Linked DNA regions of Mus musculus: region 1 is linked to region 2. A link is a contact called in public Hi-C data. All regions are on one chromosome and are shown on one strand. Each heading gives the region's core, a stretch centred on a gene start, on an enhancer-like site or on the middle of the called end of the contact. The rest is flanking DNA. Distances are from core to core; before and after follow the strand shown.

Region 1 (4,566 bases), core at 496-2,995, 76 kb after region 2:
TTGATTTTGCTTAAAGGCATCACCTTCTTTTCTATTCTAGACCAGGAAAAAGATGTGGGCCCATGGTTCTAATACCCGATTTGCTTCTTTGAAGAAAGGGTGGCCTTTCTATACTAAGCGATTTGTTACAATAATAAACCTTTTTACCTCAAGAATTGCCCAAATTGTATTTTTTCCATTGGCATTACTTCCTTAGCATAAATCATGTTTCTGTTATGGGACTGGTGGCTGAAAGATCCCCTTAGCAGATCTGTGTGGCTTTGCTGTTAGCAATTCCTATGGTGCTAGAGCTGCATGTCTGTGAGAGCAGCTGTTCTGCCAACATGCATAGCGGGGGGCTTCTAAGGACTGCACGTCGTCAGCTGCCGTCTTCAGCACGCAGACCTTGGGTTTTTTGTTTGTTTGTATGTGTGTGTGTGTGTGTGTGTGTGTGTGTGTGTGTGTGCATGTGTGTGTGCGTGTGTGTGCACGCTGGAGAACTGGAGATTGACCTTGGGGCCTGGGCACCTAGGCTAGTGTTCTAATAGCAAGCAACACCACAGCCCAGGCAGATAACTCTTCCAAGAGGATTTTACCTAAGTTAAGTTTCTTTCTTTTGTCTCCAAGCTGTATAGCTGTCTTTGTGTCACAAGCCTCTTCCATGTGTTCTGGACTTTGGTTCACATAAGTAAAAATACTGTTGATACTGCATGCTCTTAGAATTATGTTTTTTTAAATACTGTATTGGCCTTATTTTATTTTAGCGCATTGTTTTAACTAGAAATAAGTTATATATAAACTCAGTCTGTATTTAAGAACTAAGAGAATCTGTTTGCATGGGAGGCACCTTTGCCCCATAACCCAGTTACATGTTAAGTCACCTGCAGAGGAGTGAAGCTGCCACTCAGTATCTCACAGGCTTGCAGACGAGCAAAAATCGCTTCTGCTTTAGAGTGTCTGCTCTAACTAAGGGGCTTTATTTAAAACAATAGCATAGTAACGTAAAGACATTTGTTATGTTCTGTCTGGAGTGATTGGTATCTGGGGGTTACTCCTGTAGTAAGCTGCTCCCAAGTGGAGAGACTGCGAGTAGGCTTGGTCTTTGGCCATTTGAAGTAACTGCTGTGCTTCCCAAGACTGGTTTTAGGCAGTTGTATGTATTGTGTACCAATGATATGTAAAATAAAAGTTCCTTTTTCTATAAACAGTTACAGGTGGTATTATTTCTTTGACTTAAAGTGTAGTGTGGCAGAGCCTGTCTGTGGGATGCCGATGTGTGTCATTCACTGGAATATAACAGGATCTCTAACCTAGGATGGACTCTCAGAAAGAAGTAGGTTGTGCTCAGGAGTCAAAATGGAGTGGGTTTGAAGGAGAGTGGCTTAGTGTATTTAGTAATCTGAGGGGAATAGACTTTTTAGTTTTGCCTTGCCTCACCCTGCCTGGTTCCTAAGGAAATCACAAGACAGAAAATGAGTTTAGGAGGGAGATGCTAGGACCTCTCAAAAGAGGAAGTCCTGATCTGAAGTTATTGTAGCATTTAATGAGATTAGTGGATTAATCTCTTGTATTTGTTCCTTTTTGTTGCTATCTTTTCTGTTTGTTTTGAGACAGGATCTGACTAAACAGCCATGGGTGCCCTGGAGTTAACCATGTAGCTTATAGGCTGACCTCATCCATTCACCTGGCTCTGCCTCCAATGATCCAAAGCATGTGCCACTACACCGGGCAGAAATCAGTCCCTCATGCCACTGCTGAGCTTACTAGGCAATACACTGTCTTGTTTGGCTGGGACAAGGTCTCATTCTGTAACCTAGGGTGACTTTAAACCCATGGTACTCTTCTGCCTCAGCCTCCCAGTGCTGGGATTCCAGCCCAAGTCATACTTAATTAGTAAGTGACCTTGGCCTTCCTCCCCTCAGTCTAGTGACAGTTAAAAGTCCCTGTACTTATGTATTTCTGTAACTTCAATATTTTATGCTGAGCATACATGGAAAAAAAACCTGTAATGTTCAGGAAGAAATTAAAAAGCAGGTTCTGTAAGCTGAATGAAAGCTGTAAAATCTTGGGATAGTTAGCCTCCATGTCTCAAACGGCTCTCCATCTTCCTGTCAGTGTGGAGCTGCTGTCCTTTGCAGAATAAAATTTAAAAAAAGAAAGTGTCTGCTTGAGGGGTCTCCTGCCTTCAACAGGCTCCATCAGACACGGAGCATGTGTACATCTAGTAAAAGGCATAGCAGGTGCTTGGCGGGGTCTAGAAACCCCCAGGGTTTGCAGCAAAACCCTCCAGTTGCAGTTTGACACCACCTTCATTCCAGATCAAATGTGGGCAAGAGTCTGGGTCTCGGAGCTGACTGGGTGTCTGTGTGTTTGTTGTTCTAGATAACCGCAGCAGTGCCTATAACTTGTGATGAGTTGCTGGCACTTTGAGTAGAACTGAGGAGGCCTTGGGGCTCTTTCTCTGCTTCACCTGGGCTGCCCTGCCCCACTCCATAGTCCAATAGGACAAGAACTGCAGTGGCTGATGGCCTCGCTCTTTCATGAGCTCTTCATTCAATTGGGTTTTTTTGTTGTTGTTGTTGTTGTTTTTGGTTTTTTGTGGTTTTTCGAGACAGGGTTTCTCTGTGTAGTCCTGGCTGTCCTGGAACTCACTTTGTAGACCAGGCTGGCCTCGAACTCAGAAATCCGCCTGCCTCTGCCTCCCGAGTGCTGGGATTAAAGGCCTGCACCACCACGCCCGGCTGTCATTCAGTTTTTCAGAATGTCTGAATTGAGGGCCAGAGCTTTGACTGATTCCTGAACTAGAAGTTGTCCCTTAACTGCTGCAAGTCCACAAAAATGGGCACAGACAGGGATGTTGGCAGACAGTCTAGAAACGGTTGACATTTTTTACATGCCCAGAAGGGATCTGACCCTGATGACCGTAGAGAGACAGTTGAGAATGGCTGTATGTTGCCCAGGATTTAGATCTACATAAGCATACAAATGCACAATTAGGAGAATGTGCCTAGGCAGTGCCATTCAGTAAGGAGGTATAGTTTACTTTACATTAACAATTAGTCCATCGAACCCCAGGCTAGCTGAGACCTTATACACTCCAGCCTGGCTCATTATCTGCTTTGTAGAAGTCACTATACCTAGTGAGCAAACCACTCACTCATGCAGAGACGCAGTGGTGGCAGAGAGCTGCTGTGGAAGAGCTGGGCTATGGTGCTGTGAGCCTGCAGACTCTTCACCAGCTTTGCTGAGAAATCATCCACCCCTCGTGGTTTGCTGTGTCCTGGAAACCCCTCTGCTGTTGGCTGCCGCAGACTTGTACGCCGCAACTGAAGTGGTGGCAGTGTCGTCTTGATTGGTGGAATAGATCACAGCCTCACATCTTTCTTGTTTAAAAGCATTTGCAATGAAACAGGGCATGCCAACTATAAACTGTTCATATGGTGTTTAAAAAAAAAGTAAAAATGAGATTTTTAACAAACTCTTAAGCAGAATTCCCTTACCTGCCTAGAACACCTTCTACCCTTCCCCACTTCACACACACCATGCAGTTTAAGTGTTCTGGATTTGTTTTAGTAATTATTCCTGTGTTTTTATTTGTAGTTCTATCATACATGTGTATGTGCTTAATAAAATGTTTAGATTTCCCGGGTTTTGAACTTGTATGTAAAATGAGTCATGGTGTGTGACATTTCCTGGAATTCTTTTACATCCACACCCATGTTTATGCATATGACCATCTTCCACATCTTCCTATATATATAATACTACAATTATATGCGCTCTTCTGTCTACCAGAATTTGGATTTTTTTTTTTCAGATTGTTGCTACTGAAGACATTCTGCCCAGTGTAATGTAGATTCTGTTCCTTGTTGTGTCAGTGTTGGGGACAGTGACAGCACAGGACATACTCAGTAAATGTTTGAGAAATGTATAGCTTCTTGTATGTGCAAGAGTTCTGTCAGGTGTCTTTGAAGTATTACACTGTGGTTCAATAACCACACCTTTAGGAGGGTCTTTGAGGACAGCCTTTAATCACAGCATTGAGACAGTTGTCCTTTTACTGCTTTCCCCAAGTTTCAGTATTGTCCCAAGGTGTAGCATCACAGCTAATATCTACTCAAGCATAGACATGATGTTTCGTGTCTGTCAGTCTCCGCTTTAGTTTCTTGTGTGGGAAGTACTAACAGATGCACCCTTCATGTGCTGTAGCTCTTCCAGTGCCTCAATAATTTCTTAGAGTGTTAGAGTTCAGAGACCATGGACTTGAATATCACAGCAGGAGTCTTCTGTTATGCTGAGCTGGGCTTTAAATGGCTGTCACTGGCAGTGTCTCTGCTATTCCTGGAGCTACACCTTGGAGATACTCGTTCTTGGACATCTAGTACTTGCCATTTAGGTGCGTATTATACAGTATTTCATGTTGGGTTTAATTTGCATTTCGCTTATTACTAATGGAATAATTCTCCATATATGGGTCCTCTTCTATGCAATACTGATTAGTATCTTTTGCCCATGTTTGATAAGTTGTTTTTCATTGACACTTATGGTTTCTAAGTATGTTCTGGATGTCAGTCCTTTGCATATGGT
Region 2 (4,569 bases), core at 2,033-4,532:
GCAGAGCTGAGAGTTCTACATCTCCACCCAAAGGCTGCTAGTGGAAGACTGACTTCCAGGCAACTAGGGTGAGGATCTTATGCCCACACCCACAGTAACACACGTACTCCAACCAGGTCACACCTATTCCAACAAGGCCACACCTACAAATGAGGCCACTCCCTGGTCCAAGAATATACAAACCATGACAGCTGGTTAGTTAGTTGGCTGGTTAGTTAGTTGGCCAGTTAGTTGGTTGGTTATTTGACTAGTTTGTTTATTTGGGATAAGGTCTCACCACGAAGCCTAGTCTGCTCTCTAATTTGCAACCTTTCTTCCCCAGCTTGTTCAGGAGTACAGGTGCTGGCTCTTGGTGGTGCTATTTTTACAGAGCTGTGGATGGAATCCTGGGCCTTAGTGTCCATTCATATTTTATATTCATTTTCCTACGAGGCTTACGTTTTTTTAAAATGTTTGCAACAGTTCTTCATTATAAGCCATTCTTCTTACTAATCTATTTTAGAGCTAATTCCATTCGCTGTTCTTCATTATCCAGAAGTTCTTGTGTTACACTGGCAAGTCCATCAGCTTTTTTTTTCCCCTCCTAATTCCTGGGCTCAGGGAGGTACTGTCCAGACCAAGATCACACAGCTATCCTGTATTTCTAAAACACATTTAAATTTTGATTTTTCAGTTGTTTTCCTTTTACTCTAACTCCTATTCATTTTTTAGTATGACATGTTATAGAAAAAACCAGCTCCAAATTATAATATGATCTACAGATTTTAATTACTGTAAGTTTGTAGTTCAAATATCACAGGTCACGCTTGGTTCAATGGGAGAGCATGTGCTTAATCTCTGTGGAAGCGTGGATTAAGTCTCTAGCACCTCTCCCCAAAATACAGTTAGTGAGGATGCTTAAGAAATAATAACAATCCATTAAGAAAATAGAGGGGGTGCTAGAAAGATGGCTCAGTGGTTAAGAGCACTGACTGCTCTTCCAGGGGTTCTGAGTTCAATTCCCAGCAAACACATAGTGGTTCATATCAATCTATAATAGGATCTAATGCTCTCTCATCTGGTGTGTTAGAAAGCAGCTACAGTGTATTCATAAAATAATTTTTAAAAGAAAGAAAATAGAGGAAGAAGAGGAGGAGGAGGAACAAGAACAAAAAGAAGAGGAGGAAGGAAGAAGAGAAAAGGAAGAGGAGGAAGAGGAAGAGGGATGGCTATCTAAAGAAAAAAAGATTAGAAGAAAATAGAACCTTCAAAAAACATATTATAGAAACTACCGTATTCGAGGCAGAGTGCTCCGTAGCCCCACTACGTAGAACACAAGGTTAGCATCGGTGTTGCTGTAAATGCTGTTGATGGCTGCCATGGCTGCACCCATTCTCCCTGCTGCTGCACAGATCACCACTGGAATCTCTTCTTCCATGTCCTCGGGGGACTCGGAATCAACGTCTGGAATGATTGAAATCGATGACTCAGAGCACAAGGAACTTCCCGGGAGAGCAGTTTCTAACTCCTAGTCCACAGTGCAGGGGAAGACTGTTGCCCTCACATGCAGTCTCTCCTCCTTCCTTATGCCAACCACTAAAACTTCTTTCCCCAAGATTCCCTTGCTGCAAAATGTGATCAAGTTGGACAAATGGGATGTTCTTCTAAGTTATTCGTGCACCTACAGAATCTGCAGGTCAGACTAATGCTAAATGCCTGCCTCCTTCCGCTGGAATGCTGACGAGATACTAAGAGGCAGAGAGCCTTCTTAGAGTGATGATACCAAGAACATCAGAACCGTAGTGTGCGCGTGATATTGATCTGAAGGGCTGTGGGATCCTCGGATCAGGTTCTTATGGGAAGACAGGGTGAACGTCTGCGTCCCTATTATTTCAGGACTCTTGTTCAGAAGCCAGTCCACAGCATCACACACATACAGGGCAAACACACAAGAAAGGGCAGAGCCTCACAGGCCCAGCAGCTCTTAACTCCCCAAGTCAGAACTTGTCTGCTGTACTGCTATGGTTTTTCTGTTGCTCTCCATTCCTTAGTCAAGTTGCCCAAATGTTAACAGCAAGAGAAGGAACTAACGAAAGGGCGTGACCAGTGCTTACATCAAATAACTGACCATCCTTTAGCATCAGAACAGACAAAACCACTGTCACTACCAAGTGATATTTCAGCACCAGAATGCAACCTACATTGTGAAGAATAGTAACCAGGCTATGGATACCTGATTTTTATTATGTTTGACCTCTTTTTGCAGACAGTTTTATAATACTTCTCTCACTTAAGTCCAAGGTAGCTATAGCTGATATGTTTATGTTCAATAAACACTTACTGAAACACATTACTAGGTATATTTTGTAAATGGCCTCTCTATTTCTTTTTGGGTTTTTTTTTCTATCTACTTCTGTTTCTCCTACTAGAAATTGTTTTTCATGATCTAGTTCCTTACTTGAGAGAATCTCATAATATACTTTGAAGGGGAATAATATAAAATTCTTAGCTGGGTGTGCTGGGTACATGTGGAGGCAGAAGTAAGTAGACCTCTGGAGTTTGAGGCCAGCTTGGGCTGAATAAATGAGTTCCAGGCCAGCCAGGGCTGCATAGTGAGGCCCTGCAGAATACATACATACATACATACATACAAACATACATACATGCTTTCTGGTATTTGAGTCCAATATGACACATACATAGCCACAAGTTTATCTGTGTCTATTTGTGAAAATATAAAGGCTAGAGAGATGGCTCAGCGGTTAGGAACACTGACTGCTCTCCCAGAGGTTCTGAGTTCAGTTCCCAGCAACCACATGGTGGCTCACTACCATCTGTAATGGAGTCTGATGCCCTCTTCTGGTATGTCCGAAGACAGAGACAGTGTACTCATATAAATAAACCTTTAAAAAAGAAGAAGAAAGAAAAAAAGAAAGAAAGAAAGGAAGGAAGGAAAGTATAAGTGATTTTAATTTTGTTTGCGTTTCTTTTTTTTTTTTTCAAATTCACTAAGTGACCACGAATTATTTTTTTATAAAGAAAATAGTGTTTTGGGCACAGCATCTCATGCAGCCCAGGCCAGCCTTGAGTTTCTGATCGTCTTGCTCCCACTTTTCAAGTTGTGAGTTCACTGCACGCCCTTTTAAAAAGCAAAACAAAACCCAACTTGTTTACGGATTGTTCCTCTAGAGGCAAGCTGTCACCATGCGGCCACGTGAGTTGATCTAACTGACATACAGGCTTGGCTGTGCGGATCACCCACAGTGAGTGGTGGTATTCAGCAATACCAAACTCCTCGTGATTTCCTCAACACCAGGTGGCGCACGCTCTCTTATCTGCCTTTACACATGCTGCTCCTGCTGTCTGGAATCACTCTCTGCTCTTCGTGGTTAACTCTCACGTATCCATCCATCCCAGCTGCGTACTGACATCCACCGCGCAGGAAGTTTGCGACAACTTCCCAACACGTACAGGGTTCTGGGTGCCTGCTGTGGCTGGGTTCGTTAGCTACACTGTTCATTTGTCCATTCCTATTGGGGAGCACCACGAGGGCAAAGGCGGCAGAGTACTTGTCTCTATCCACTGCTTCTGTCCTAAGGACTGGCACCAGAATAGATGCCTTCGTCAGTTATCCCTGTTTCTGCAACTGCAGAGCCTATTTTTGTGCCTGGTTTTCCATCAGACTGTGAGCTTGTTGAGTCACTCCGCTGAGCCTGGCTCCCTGGAAGTACGTGGTGAAAATCTCCTGTGAAGAGCTGAGCTGCGGCATGGAGTGGCCCTAGAGTCCAGAGCCCTCCTGGATGTTTGTAGAGACAGGGAGATAAGAGAGTGGAAAGGCATGGGTAAAGCTTGGAACAGAAATCTGTCAGTCTCTGACTCCTGAGTGCTAGGATTAAAAGTTCGCACCTCTATGTCTGGCTAAATGAATGATATTTAAATAATAAAAACAAATAAAGATTTTTGTGGGAAACTTCCAGCCAAAACAGAAAAGGATCTAGGAAAGCTTAACTATTTTTGCTTAACTATTTTGTGTGTGTGAACATGAGAGTTTATGTATTCCTACATGCATGCACAGGCCAGAGCGGAGTGTCCAGTGTTTTCCTCTACATCTCTCCAAGTTACTGTTTTGGGGCAGGGTCTCTCACTGAACTGAAGGCTTGCCATTTTGGCGAGACTTGTTGGGCAGAGAGCTCTTGAGCGCCACCTGTCTCTGCCCCTTCAACACTTGGGTTACAGGTACCCATAGCCACATTTGGCTTTTTGTACGGCTGCTGGGGAGGCGAACTTGGGTTCTCGTGCTTGCAGAGTGTGGTGTCTTGAACGAGAATGGCCCCATAGGCTTGTATATTTGAGTGTTTGGTTTCCAGTTGGCAAGCTGTTTAGGAAGGATTAGATGGTGTAGCCTTACTGGAGGAGGCGTGTCGCTGGGGCTAGGTTTTGAGGATTGGAACGCCCATGCGCACCACAGCTCCACCAGGCACAGTCTCTCTCTGCCTCCATTAGGAGACTAAAATGTAAGCACTCGGCTCCAGCTCCAGTACCAAGCTGCCTGCCGTGTGAGCCCACCATGATGATCATGAACTAAGCCTC

Evidence for each region. Hi-C and Micro-C count contacts between places; a contact is called where the count stands out from the background.
Region 1: a Hi-C map of the G1E-ER4 cell line shows a contact between it and region 2, with 2.1 times the contacts expected there. The contact joins two enhancer-like sites. A contact is called at or near these places in 2 of 15 datasets of contacts at CTCF or cohesin (large pre-B cells and pro-B cells), 39 of 484 Hi-C or Micro-C datasets (the C2C12 cell line, the F1.1 cell line, the G1E-ER4 cell line and 21 more), 9 of 115 datasets of contacts at active chromatin or transcription factors (CD8 T cells, bone marrow-derived dendritic cells, bone marrow-derived macrophages and 4 more) and 4 of 9 other capture datasets (adipose tissue, embryonic stem cells, liver and 1 more).

Annotation. Positions count from the first base shown.
Region 1 is chr10:82,741,241-82,745,806 of GRCm38.p6, forward strand. It overlaps Hcfc2 (host cell factor C2), which reads left to right. Exons shown (of 14, transcript NM_001368720.1): 14 at 1-1,188. Among named protein-coding and RNA genes, the nearest start is that of Nfyb, 21 kb to the right of the region's middle. Within about 2 kb of position 1,746, at least 7 of the 459 cell types and tissues checked have an H3K27ac peak or open chromatin away from gene starts, as enhancers often do. A contact at or near this core is called in the G1E-ER4 cell line, bone marrow-derived macrophages and cerebellum, where this site is marked.
Region 2 is chr10:82,663,354-82,667,922 of GRCm38.p6, forward strand. Glt8d2 (glycosyltransferase 8 domain containing 2) reads right to left here. Exons shown (of 10, transcript NM_029102.3): 4 at 1,272-1,443. Among named protein-coding and RNA genes, the nearest start is that of Glt8d2, 25 kb to the right of the region's middle. Within about 2 kb of position 3,283, at least 44 of the 459 cell types and tissues checked have an H3K27ac peak or open chromatin away from gene starts, as enhancers often do. A contact at or near this core is called in the G1E-ER4 cell line, bone marrow-derived macrophages and cerebellum, where this site is marked.